Regions from separate parts of the Mus musculus genome. Here region 1 is linked to region 2. The links are chromatin contacts, called in public Hi-C maps. All regions are on one chromosome and are shown on one strand. The core of a region is the stretch at or near the end of the contact, and the rest is flanking DNA. Distances in the headings are between cores, read along the strand shown.

Region 1 (6,690 bases), core at 896-3,395, 34 kb before region 2:
ATGGAGGTTTCCATCATCTCCCCACTGGCCAGTGTGTACAAACATGTGCATGAGGGTCGACATGAATAGGTGTGTGTGTGTGTGTGTGTGTGTGTGTGTGTGTGTGTGTGTGTGTGTGTGTACTTACCCTCCAAAGGGTGCACACCGCTCAAGAGGTTCTCTTGACCATCAGGCTCCTGAGACCAAATCCCTGTGATAGCTCAGGCCTAGCTGCAGATGTGAACCACACTGGTAACTGCTCAGTGGAGCTGCGGCCAGGACTCTGGGTGGTGTGGCCCTTTGGAGGTGGAGGAGCCACAAAGGCACGGGGACCAGCTGGCTGGAAGGCAGGTAACTTTTTACCCATCCCCTTCTTTGTTTCTATCTTTTCTACTCTGCTCTGACAGTGTTTGGCTATAGCTTGGGGTTTTTACTGCCCCAATCCTCCCGACTCTCCACTCCTGTCCCTCAAATCCATTATGTTCAACTGAACTTGACTAAGGGGACATATACTTGCACCTTCCTTCCCACGAGTAGCTTGTACAGCCAGAGGAGCTGTAGAGGTCACAGCACAGCCGGAGCCTCAGACCATCTTGAGCTCTCTGGCATTCCACTTTGAAACCGGGATACCTGGGCCAACCCCAGCTCCACCAACCCCACCCCCACCCCCACCCAGAATTGTTGACAGTAGCACCTTAGTGGCATCTTGTAGCACATACTTCATTGTTGCAAAACTAAAAAGGGATAAAAGGTAGCTGGGTGTTGTGTTACATGCCTGTAACCCAAGCACTTGGAGGCTGAGAAAGGAAGATCATGTGTTCATGGTTAGCCTGGGCTACACAGAGAGAACCTATCTCAAAAACAGAAACAAAACAAAAACAATGGAAGGGAAGGCTACCATATGCTTGACTGCCAACTCACTTGCCCTGAAGAGGATCCTTGGATACTCTGAGTTCACAGCAGTCATTAAAGAAGCCCAACTACCACTCAGGCCTTTCAAGCTTGCTAGTGTTAGAGGCTCCCTTGCCCTCCACATCTCTAGTGTTAGTATCTCTGCTCCTTATCAGGGCTGCCACACCCTTATCTGGTCACTCAAAGGCCACAGATCCACCTCAGTCTTTAGCTTCATCACCCATCTGGGATGGAGCTGGGTCAACCAACCAACCAATCAACCAACCAACCAGTCCACTCAGGGAGGGGAGAGGCCACAGCCACCGCTCTGTTTTACTGGAAGCTTCTTTTCAGTTTTGTTTTGTTTTGTTTTGTTTAATTTTATTCTGTATGTCCCTTCAAGACCAGGCTTGTTTACTGGTTGGCACCGCTGAGAATGGTTGCTAGATGCGCACCCAGCCTTCCCTTCTAGTGTCTGATTGCCCCCTGCAGGTCGGGGCTTCTCTTCTCTGGAAAAATCAAGATTTGAATCCACAGCCCTGGAACCGAGTCCCGGTTCTACACTTGTACTGTGTGGCTGTGGGTAGGAGGTTTCCCCACTCATTTATTCTGGGTTTGGAGGGAGGGGAGAGGTTGCTTGCTTCAGCCCTCAAGCTGGTGCCAGACCGACGCTTAAGGATGAAGTTCTTAAGTGAGAATCCGGCTCACTGGGCACTTGTGGTTAACTGAGACCCAGAAATTTAGTGGTGAGTGCCAACAAGAGACAGGCCTTGTCCAAATTCCACGCGTACTGTAGTCTGGGAACCTACCTGAATTTTTCTGCGCACCAATTCCTTTGCAAGCCCCGCGGCCGCTCAGCTTTGGGTCCAAGACCCTGCTTGCTAGCGCCTTCTCTTTTTCCCTAGGTCAGCGCAGGGTTACTCAGTGTCGCCACTGGGGCAGTGGCAGCTAAGAAGCTGCGGAGTGGAGTCAAGCGGCAGACCAGAGTCCAGCACTCGGGGATCCCCGAGCTGGGCGCAGCCCGCGCCAATACCGCCCCACCCCCCCGCTGCCTCCCGACCGCGCCCAGCGGCAGCTCCCACAGAGCGCGCGGCCAGTGGGGCTGCTGAAGCCGCAGAGCGCGCGTGGGCGTGGCGCCCGTGAGCTCCCGAGAGGGCTGAGCGATCGGGGAAGAGATTTCCCCCATCTCTGCCCTGCCACCGGGATCGCCTCTTTCCACCGTGGGGCGGGGCCCGGACTGGGGGCGGGGCGCCGGGCGGGCGCGGCGCTATTTCCAGCCTTGCCGGAGGCTTCGCTCGCACTTCGCTGGGAGCCTTCCCGGCGCGTGAGCCGGATCCGGTGGCACCGCGGGGAAGAGACAGGACCGGGCGGTGGCGGCAGAGACAGGGGGACGCACCCGGTGCAGAAGATCCAATAGGAGCACGCCGCCGCAACCTCTCCCGCGCGCTCCGGTCGCCGACTCTACGCCGATCGCCCACTCCCCGCACCTTGGACTACACCGGGAAAAAGACGCAGCCTGGCCCGAACTGGGGCGGAGATCCTTCTTGCTTCCCAAGAGCTCCGGAGGGAAGATTCTCCCGCCGCCGAGAACCCCGCCGGACTGGAGGAACCCGTGGCCTGGAGAGCGCTGGCTGTGCCAGGTAAGTGGCTGCGCCCTGTTCCCTCTCTATGTTGATAGTTCACCCGAAGGGTTGTCCCTGGAAATCCCAGGATGATGCCGGGACTGTTCTGAGCGCAAACCCCGCCACTAGACGTGGTTCAGAGTCCTAAGCTGCAGGTGCTGTTGGGGCATGCGGTGCTTGGGTCTGGCGATACTTTGGGGACCAGCCCCCGTGAGTGGGAACTTTAATTAGACTTTGGATTCTTGGTTTTCTCCGCGCCTGGGAACTGCCTCTCTCTCCTAGGGCTCGCCTCCAGGACCCTTCGCTCCTCTTCTTAACCCTGGATGCTGGGTGCGTGTAAGCTGCTTTGGGCGCTGAGCGACGAGTGCTCGAGGGCCGGGCTGGAGCGTCCAGAGCGCCGAGGCTTTGGTGTGCGCTTGGAACTGGGACTTAGAGGCCAGTTGGGGTGCGTAGGGCGAAAGGGGAAGTTACAAGCGACCTTGGCTCCCTACCAGGAGACGCAAGGTGTCCCCGCGCTCCATCGCGCGCATCTCCACCCCTCAACTCTCTAGGGCCCCGGCCTGTTTTGTGCTCCCGGCGAGTGTGCGTGCGTCAGCGATCGCAAGGAGGTGTGTGTATGCGTGTGTCCCCGAGTGCGGGAGTCGGAGCCTCAGGCGGCTGAGGGTAGGGGATGGTGAAATGATCTGCTTTACAGCGGGACCGAGCTCAGCCCTAGCTAGCGGCTGTTGCAACTTCAGCTGCTGCGTGGGGCTGTTTTGCTCATACTATGGCCTGGCCAGGAGAATGTACGTTCTCTGGTTTGGGCAGGGTCAGAGGTGGCGCTTGGGCATCAAGTGACCTCTCTCTATTTCCCGCGCAGTACTCCAAACCCTAACTTTAGTTGTATATCTTGTCTCTGGGCCCTTCGGCCCTCACCTGGGGTTGTAACAGTCGGGGAACTGTGCCCTGGATTTCGGACATACCGGTTGGATCTTGGAACAGTCTGTCCTGCAGCCATTTCGGCATCACCGGAGATGCATCTCTAAGCCGCCTCCCAGCAGGACCCTAAGCGTGATTGGTTCTAAGGGGAACAGGCTTCTGGGCTCTCTGTATCTATGGATGTAGCCAGGCAGCAGGCCAAGTGGGAGACTCAGTTCGGGGCAAGGATGTAGCTCCAGATGGCAGGGGTGGGTAAAGGGGTAAAAGACAGGTTAACTCTTTCCCCACCTTCCCCCACACTCACAGGCTTGAGCTTCTGCCACTAAGCCTACTTTCTTTGGGTTCACCTTGACCGTTTACTGGTAGGTAGGAAGCCTTGTCTTCAGTCCCACCCTAGTACGAAACAACCTTTGCCCTGAAGAACTCTCCTTAAAAATTACCTACCACCACAGCACCTCCTGATCTGTCCCTGTCCCAAAAGAGATATTGGAAAGAATGAGGGAGGGACGGTTGCTCTCATAGGAGAGCTTTCTATTCTTTTAGTCAGGGTCTCATCCAAGCTGACCTGACCTCAGCCGCGGAAGGCAGGATTACAGATGCGCACCGTCTTACCTATTCTCTCTTAATCAAGCCATCCCACCACCCACAGGCAGGCTGCGGGGGGGGGGGGGCTCTTGAGGAGAGTGGAAACGTTCTGGAGGCTCCGGCAAATTGGTCTCCGAGAAGTGACACACAGCAGAGGTGCCATTCAGACCCTGGAAAGACTGAATCAAAACGGGTTGATCAATATCGCAATCGCATTTGAACACAGAAAACCTCAAAGTCTGACCCCATCCCATCGTTTGGTGGAGTCACTTGGGACACATGAATGGTACAACTTATTTATTTATTTACCAGGAATCTGACTTTGTGGGAGTGAATTATGGTCCCCGGCTATTGATTTTTTTTAAGACCCCAAATTTAAAAAGTCAAGGCTTTCTCAAAGCAAGGTCAATGATTAATTATTTATAGAAAGACATCAATCAGTTACGGATGGGGTGTGTGTGTGTGTGCTCATTTATAAATTCCCTGAGTGGGCAAAATGAAATCTATTTTTCTCCGGCTTCAGCCAGGAGAGAAGAGCTGGTTTGTTTGACCCAGGATGTTTTCTGCTTGAGATGCCTTTTCTATCTTGTAGCTGGAATATCGTTTGGGAAATTTTATGCATATTTGCTGTGTTTCCATAATGAACATTTACTGATTACAGAGTACCAAGGGAATTTCATTTTTTAAACATTTATTCAAATCTCTGTTTATGTAAGCTAATAAGTCTGGGAAAGTTCAGTTAACTATCCCCCCCACCCCCACCCCTAGCCCCATGGTGTTGGGCAAGCATGTTTGGCAGGTTCATCTCAAAATTTACCTTCCAGTCACTTCCAAGGGGCAACATCAGATGTCTCTGATTGGAAATATGGGGCTGGCTGCTTCTCTGTACTTTCCTTGAGTTCGCTCCAGCCGTTGCTCTTTGTGGTTTTGCTGATAGAAGAGAAGTTGGTGCTCAGAGCTGTGATTGCTGTTGTGTTGGTGTTTGTGGTGGGAGAATGCCGCTGTAGCCCCTGGAGGGCTGATGGGGGCAGAGAAGGTGTGGTTGCCATCTGACTTTCTTGCCTCTTGCCTGCTTCTCACCTGGAGTCAGATACCCATTTCAGTGCCCATGTATTCCCACCTCTCTGGTTTGCCCATACAGCAGAACAAATTATAGTCAGTAAACATAGGGAACCATTGCCCAGCCTCTGTGTTAATCAGAAGGAAATGAGTCTTCTAAAAGGAGGTTTATATAATGCTGGCCGGAGGAGGTCAGGAAGGCTCTGCAGAGGGAATGGCCAAAAATAAAACAGATGAGTAAAGGTGTTGCCTGTGTGCATATGTGGCCTCAGTGTCAGGACGCTTGCTGGAGGTGGGCAGCTTCCCTGGGACACGGTGGTGACCAGAGGATCCTGGGTGCTTTGCCCTTGGAGCCCATTTCTAGACGTGTCTGGCTTGAGAGCAGCTGCGTCTTTTCCTCCCAAGGAAAAAGCTGCCCCCAAATAGAGGAGACTCACTGGCTCAGGTAACCTGGGGACAGCTGCCTGAGCTCAGGTGGCAGATGATACTGGAGACGTCAGCTCATTTCTTATTGGCTGAAGGGTAAGTGACCCTCTGGTCAGTAAATCACTGTGGCAGAGGATGTGACTTACAAATCGGTAGTGTAAAGACGTTGTGACTTTTGCCCTCTGCGAAACTACCTGTCATTTGTGATCTCGGCTTGTAGACAGACTCGCTGGGACTTGATCGAGGGTGGTTAGGAATTCAGAAGAGCATTTAACGCTGTTGGGGAATCTGGGAAGGGCTGTGTAGCAGTAGACAGCCCTGGGCCTACCCTCAGAACTACCTTTCAGGGCATCACAGAGGACCAGATTTCCGATGGGGGCCTGGGGGTGTCAACACAGCTGCCTTCCCAGGCTGATGAGGAAATGCAGCCTGGGGCTTGCATTCTTATTCCCTACCTAGGAGACCCTACTTTTGTGGAGCTGGTGCTGGGCAGGGGGTGTTGTCTGGTGACAGTGAGGGTATGGTATCCGTCTCCTGCCAAACCCAGCCCGTTCTGGTGAATGGCATTTATTTGAGCTACGCTACAATTGTCATCACTGAAATGTGGAGTCAAATGACTCTTGTCTCACACTCCCAGGGGCGGCCCGCTTGACTGTCTCCTTCATTCAGCCCCCAGTGAGTGTTGACTGAGTATGTATGAGATGTCCGTCACTGTGCCAGGCCCTGAAGACAAGGTGAGGAAAGGGGCTGCAGTCCCTGCCCTTGTGGGACAGAGACTTCTCTGTCATTCATCTCTCCAGTCTATGCCAGGCAAAGGCATTATTAGAAAGAACTGATGCCCATGGGAGTCGAGGCTTGACAAGGGGTGCCCAGGTTGTTCCCTTACTGCAGTGGACCCCGTGTGTGCTAAGTAAGTGCTCTACCACTGAGTTGTGACCCTAGCATAAATATCTAGGTTGTTATGAGCCCTACAAGAGAGGGAGAGCAGCTGTCTTAGACTGGGAGCCTGGGGGTGGGTGGGGTTAGGAAATAAATGCCTCTCCTGCTGAGATGGTTGGTATGATGGTTGGTATGTTCCAGGAGAGTTGGAAGGGATGCCAGAGAAATGAGAAGAGTAAACATAGCCAGTAGCCTGCAAAAGGGTCCCTGCTGAAGGGACATAGGAGGAAGTTCTGGCCACCAGTTGTGAGAAGACCTCTGCACTTGACAC
Region 2 (6,520 bases), core at 2,007-4,506:
TTGTGATGCTGTAACTCTCAGTTCTGGCTCCTGGCTCTTTAACTCCATCTTCGAGCCTTTGAAAACAGGACTCTCCTTTCCCCAGGGAAGGTCGAGTGTATAATTTCTACTTTCTTCCATCAAAAACAATGTCATAGCCAATATTTTTCCCTGTCATTTTTTAATATTCGATCTTATTGCATTTTGGTTAGATAATGACTTCTATTGAGGTTTCTTTTTTTGTAGTCCAACATAAACCAAGTTTTCAAAATAATTTTTGAGCAATTGGGGAAAAATGTGTTCTGTTTGCTGAACACAAAAGAGTGTGAAAGAGAGCCAGATCTTATAGATCAGATTACTTATATTCCTTTAAATGTTTAAAACATTTTAATTGTGTGTGCACATGTGTCTCTGTGGAGGAGGGGTAAGTGCACATGGGTGAAGTGCCTATGGAGACCACAAGAGGGCACCAGGCCCCTGGAACTGGAGTTGTGTGGTAGTGAGCTGCCTGCTGTGGATGCTGGGAACTGAACTCAGGTCCCGTGTAAGAACAATGATCACTTTAACCTCTGACTCATCTCTCTAGGTCCTAACCCTCAGTACTTTTCACTTAATTTTGTTTTGTCTTTGCTTCACTCTAGAGCCCAGATCGACTGTGAATTCCTTCCTACATTTTTCTCTCCCGAGTGCTGGGATTACAGACATGAGCAGCCACTTCTTAGCTCATCCTCGCTTAATTTTAATCATATAATTTGCTTATTTAAAGTATGTTAAAATGTGCTGTACACTTCTAACTTCAGCACTTGGGAAAAAGAGGTAGGTGATTTTGAAGCTAGCCTGGTCTACATAGCAAGATCCAGGATAGCCAAGGATACATAGTGAGACCCTGTCTCAAAAAAAAAAAAAAAGGGATTAGAGAGATGACCCAGTAGTTAAGAACACTAGCTGATCCTTCATTGGACCTGGGTTCAATTCCCAGCACCCTCACAGGGGTTCACACACAGTGGTCTGTAACTCAAGTCTCAGGGTATCGATCTGATGTCTTCTTCTGGCTTCCATGGGTACCAGGAACACACACACACACACACACACACACACACACACACACGGTACACAGACATACATGTAGGCAAAACACTATACTCATTATATATATATTGTCCTGATCTTCTTACCTTTGCTTCCCAGCCTTCAATGCTGTGCTGTGAAATGCTGTGAAGTATTGGCAGGTTCCCTCTGTGGGAATAACTCCTGGCTTCCTCCCAGTTCCTTCTTGCCTCTAAGAGTTGGGCTTTTGCATCTGCCAGCTTCCTAACCTCTGAGTAGCTGCCCAAATCTCTGTACTGTGGCTTTCAAGGATTTTTTCCCCCTTCCCAATCCCCAGTCAACTGCTATGGCTTGGATATGTGTCTCCTAAGAGCCCACACGTTACAAGCTCATTGTCCTACCCTTGGTGCTATTGAGAGGTGGCTGGACCATTAACAGGTGGGAATGAGGAAGTAGCCCATTGAGGGTATGTGTGGAAGGAGATATTGGGGTGTAAGCCCCCATCTTTTCTTCTCTTTGTTTCCTGGATGCCATGAGGTAAACGGGCGGCTTCTATGGCACGCTCCCACCATGATGTGCCGCACTACCTCCATACCAAATGAACATGGGCTGACGCCTCTACAACCCGGAGCCAAAATAAACCTTTCCTCTTTTTAAGTTGATTGTCGAGAGCATTTTGTCACAGCATCAGAAACCTAACACACCAGCTCCCCTCTGTGGTTACAGGCCCAACCTTGTTCTCTTATTTGAATGCTTCTTTGATCCTTCTGCTGGGAATTTGGGAAGAAAAGGAATTAAACAAGCAGCAATACCTTCCGCCTTTCCTTCAGCTTCTGTTTTTCCACAAACGAAAATAATTCACTGGAATGCGGCTCACATCCTTCCTCGGCCTCAGTTTCCCACTCACGTGGAATTAGTGACATTGTGGACAAGAGTGTGTGGTGGGAAGGCACAGTTGCAGCACCCTTGGCCTTGAAGGTGGGTGTAGAGGGCTGTGTGGTAGTAAGCAGCCCCGACTGTATGTTTGTAGCCTGGGGACCCTGGAAACTTGGGATGTTACCAAACACTATATATGTCATTTTTATCCCTACACATACATATCTATAATAAAGCTTAAGTTGTAAATTGGCCACAGCAAGAGATTAATACTAACTAATAATATGACAACTATAACACTATCGTATATGAGTCATTTGAGACCTAAGAATTGTTTGCAGAACTATGCAGTGTTCCGGGTAATATTTGACTATGGCTAGCAGAAACCATGGAGGGGGAACCATAGATTTGGTGGTGGGGGATGACCCGTGGGGACAGACATGATGGGGACAACCACTGTGGTTCCATCTTATTGTCCGGCATCATGGGAAGGGTCTCTTCTAAAGACTGGGTAGTATCAGGGGGTCATCAGTTGGCAGAGCCTATGCCCATTACCCCAACAGGGACTGGAGTGCATTGATTACTGTGCCACGCATGAAGTTCTCACTGTAGACCCCTCCTCCCAGAACAGCCACTGAGGGGAAACCCTATGCTTAGCCCCATGCATGTCATCAGCACAGCAGGGTGGATTATAGCTCATGTCTATGCTCATAAAGTCACCTTCAGGAGTGCAGCCCCCACCCCACGAGGGTCCTTGTCTTTCTCCAAGAGAGGGTTACATAGCAGGGCCATCATAAGAAAGATGGCACCTATGCCCAGCATGGTTCTCCCGGGCAGCCTCTGGAGCCTCTGCTCTAGCTATCTGCGGGCTCTCTGCTATTTCCTCTGTCCACTCCCACCCAGAGTACACAGTGACCAGAGAGCTGACCCCCGTGACTCCATTCTCCACCTGCAGCCGGGCTGGTCTTGAAAAGGAAATATTCCCAATGTCCCTCCCCTGGTTACAGGCTGCCCATCAGACCTGTGTGAGCAGTGTGCTTCACCGCTCCTCCCCTGCCTCTGCCTCCCGTCAGGCATCACCCCTGTTCCAGACAAGGTGACACACTGGGGTCCCTTGCTCATCGGTATCACTGGGAACTCTGTAGGGCCAACCAGGTGTGGGCACACTAACCAGCACACAGTAGGTGTTCACTGAGGGTTTTCTAAGCAGAGATGATATGAGGGTACAGGGAGCGGGGAGGAGGAGAGGAGGAGGCGGCAAATGAGAAGTGGGAAGGAAAGGCTGCTGCTGAGCCAGGCCCCGGGCTCTGCTGTTCCAGCTCCGAGTTTGCCGCACTGTTCCCAGCGGGTGCCAACTCTGAATGCCTGCTTAAGTCACTCCACGAAGCTCAGCTTCTCAATCTGTTTTTTATTTGCAAGGGCCAGATCCGTCTTCCTTTTTTAAAAGTCAAGCTTCTGAGAAAGTCATTTATATTCACAGTGATTCTCCTTTCAAATCGAGTCTTTGAATGGGGTGTTTGGAGTTGTGGATCATAGGGGCTGTGCCAGCAAAGGCTGCGGGTCCTTGACAGGACTCTCCGAGCCCACGGGTGGAGGGGACATCCTCCAGTAGGTAAGATCTGTGGCAGGGACCTTCAGTTCATCTGCTGATGGCTTGCTTTCCAAAATGACCTGCAGGACGCTTTTCTGTATTTAGAGAACACGTCCCTATCCGGGTCATTTATTTGAACTCTTGGTCCCTCAGCTGATGGGGGTATTTTGGAAAGCTTCAGGCAGGGCTGAGCTGGAAGAAATGAGGGATGGAGATGGAGGGAGCTCTGTGCTCCGGCCTGCCAAGCCTGTGGAGTCTAAGCTGTGCGCACCTGTCTCCATGAACACCATTTCCCCCCCAGCCTCCACCTCACCCGCCGGTAACTCTCTGAAACTGAACCATACAAATCCCTCTTCCCTTAGGTTGCTGCTGTTGATGCAGAGTGGGTACTATTTTGGGGAAAAGGAGGGCTGTTTATGCTAAACATAATGATGAATCTGGTGTGTGTGTGTGTGGGGGTGGTCATTGGAATCTTCTGGACAGCTAAGAAGCATTTAGTATGTCTGCTTGTGCCACCTGGGCAAGAGATCCAAGAGCTAGTCTGTAAAGAGGAATGTGTTTTGAATTAGTTTATTTTATGTGCACGAGTGTTTTGCTTGCATGTATGTCTGCGCACTGTGTGTGTCCCTGTTAATGGCAGTTGTAAGTCACCTGACGGGGGGGGGGGGTGCTGGGAATCAAACCCAAGTCCTCTGCAAGAACAAGTGCTCCTAACCACTGAGCCATCTCTCCAGCCCCAAGATTTATTTTGTTTTTGGCTGTGTGTGTGTGTGTGTGTGTGTGTGTGTGTATGTATGCATGTCTATATTTGAATATGTGCACATGTAAGTGCAGGTGCCCACAGAGACCAGAAGAGGGCATCATCTGGAGCCGAAATGACAGGTGGTAACCTGACATGGTGCTAGGAGCCAAACTCCTCTGATCCACTGAAAGGGCAGTGAGCACTCTTAACCTTGGAGCTGTCTCTCCACACACAGACAGACAGACACACACATACACACACACACATACACACTACATATATATTATATACATGTAATTAATTTATGGCTAAAGCCCACATATGCAACAAAAGCCACAACTGTATGTCCTCTGCATTCCTATTTGTAAGGACCCGTATAGATCGAAGTCCAGGAAGGATTCTGCCAATGGTCCCTGTGGAGTGGATTGAGGTGGGCGTAACCTTCAAAGGAATCTTCCCTGCAATCGACTTGCTCAAAGGCTTTCCGTGTGGGACTGTTTTATCTGTGTGCTCGTGTATGGATTTGTGATTGGGAATCGGTACGACTTACCCTCAGCTTCTGGCATTTTGCTTTTGTTTCTTTGAGTGTGTTGAATGGCTCACCCAAAGTTTAACAGGCAACCCTAAAACTTAATTGACAGGTAATTTATGAAGAAATTGTATCTGTAATTTAGGCCATAGGTCAAAAATTCTCTGCAAGGTGCTGAAGCAAAATCTTGGGCTTTGAGACAGCAGGTCTCCCCTGAATCTGCTTGGCTGGCATACTGCAGCATGAGGGCAGCCCTGGATGGAGCGGGGAACATGTGGGTGTGGCTCTGTTCCAGTTCCAGTTTATTTGCAGGGCTGGAGGCGTGACTCCATGGTAGAGTGCTGGCCGAGCATATATACAAGGCCCTAGGTTCAAGCCTAAGGGCCCAGTCCTACAGAAAGCAAATATGAACATTAAAGTTTAGTCAAGGAAACAGGTGGCTGGCAAGTTTGATCCATGGGCCATCATTTGTGGGTTCCTGGTTTGACTGATCTGGACATAGAGGGGTATAATGATACAGGGACGTGGGAAGTAGGTTGGTTATGGCAGGCTTTTAATGCAAATGGTTTTGCTGAAGAGCAGCAATAGAACTTAAATTTATTTATCATTATTATTTATAGGATCATTTTTATATGTTGTTATTATTAGATTTATTTTATTTTATGTGTTTGAGTGTTTTGCTTGCATGTATGTCTCTATCATATGTGTGCCTGGTGCTCTCCGAGGCCAGAAGAGGACACTGAATCCCCTGGAATAGGAGCTCCAAATGGTTGTGAGCCGTCATGTGGGTGCTGAGAGCTGAACCCAGGTCATGTGGAAGAACAGCCCTTATTAATATTTTTGATATGGATATGCATGTGTGTCTTTGAGGACTGGCTCCTCGATGCCTCTGGAGGCAGAGAGAGCCTCTGGGAGGGACCTTGGCAACTCTTTTGGCAAGTTTGAGGAGTTTGCATCGTCTGACTGGCACTCAGAATACAGAGATAAAACAAGGCTCAATGGGAGTGTCTCGCAGAGCCCAAGGGGAGCCTCAGAACTCAGACTGGAGCAGACCTCCTCCTCTCAGGTTTTGGAAGAGGCCTGTGGCTGAAGGCATCCCCGGCCTCCTTGGTACTGTCAGGAACTGCTATGCTTCACTCGGCTTTCCCGAGGATCACGTGTGAGCTGGTGGCTCAGAGGGCTGATATCGAGGCAGCGTGGGCTGCAGAACAAGGAGAGGTCATTAGCATGGGACTGTGTAATGTTAATTACATGTTAATTAGTCACATGACTGTAGATAGGCCACTTGGCCTAAACAAATGACACATAACACGGGACTAGGAAACTCAGGGGCCTCCTTCCTCCACATCCACCGAAGCCTATCAGGCTGTGTATGAGGGAGCACGCGTGTGCACCTGCGAATGGGTGAATACACTGGTTAGCTTCTCACCGCTGTGACCAAAATACTCAACAGAGACATTTCACAGAGTTAGATATTTATTCTGGTTTGCAGTTTCAGAGTTCAGTCCACCGTGACAGGGAAGGTCTGGCAGGGGACTCAGTTCACATTAGGTGGCCCCAGGGTGCCAAAAGTGGCCCCAGGGATCAACTGCCTCCCACTAGTTCCCACCCCGTAAGGTTCTGCTACCCACCACAATAGTGCCTTAGGCCGGGAACCGTCTTTCAAATATGAGCCTGTGGGAGACGTTGTTTCATATTTGAATCCTTAACAGTGAGGAAACAGAGGGCTCCAGCGGTCTCACTCTGTCGTCCCTGA

Evidence for each region. A called contact is a pair of places that touch in the nucleus more often than the background predicts.
Region 1: a contact with region 2 is called in a Hi-C map of cerebral cortex, with 1.9 times the contacts expected there. The contact joins the promoter of Chst8 here to the enhancer-like site in region 2. A contact is called at or near these places in 2 of 39 promoter capture datasets (epiblast stem cells and hippocampal neurons), 6 of 484 Hi-C or Micro-C datasets (cerebral cortex, cortical neurons, forebrain and 2 more) and 3 of 115 datasets of contacts at active chromatin or transcription factors (all in embryonic stem cells).

Annotation. Positions count from the first base shown.
Region 1 is chr7:34,808,166-34,814,855 of GRCm38.p6, reverse strand. It overlaps Chst8 (carbohydrate sulfotransferase 8), which reads left to right and starts at 2,145. Exons shown (of 4, transcript NM_175140.4): 1 at 2,145-2,510. Gm38987 (a long non-coding RNA gene) reads right to left here and starts at 2,148. Exons shown (of 3, transcript XR_881950.3): 1 at 1,680-2,148.
Region 2 is chr7:34,775,342-34,781,861 of GRCm38.p6, reverse strand. The region is part of intron 1 of Chst8 (carbohydrate sulfotransferase 8); the gene reads left to right. Among named protein-coding and RNA genes, the nearest start is that of Gm38987, 34 kb to the left of the region's middle. Within about 2 kb of position 3,256, at least 22 of the 459 cell types and tissues checked have an H3K27ac peak or open chromatin away from gene starts, as enhancers often do. A contact at or near this core is called in cerebral cortex, cortical neurons, forebrain and 1 more, where this site is marked.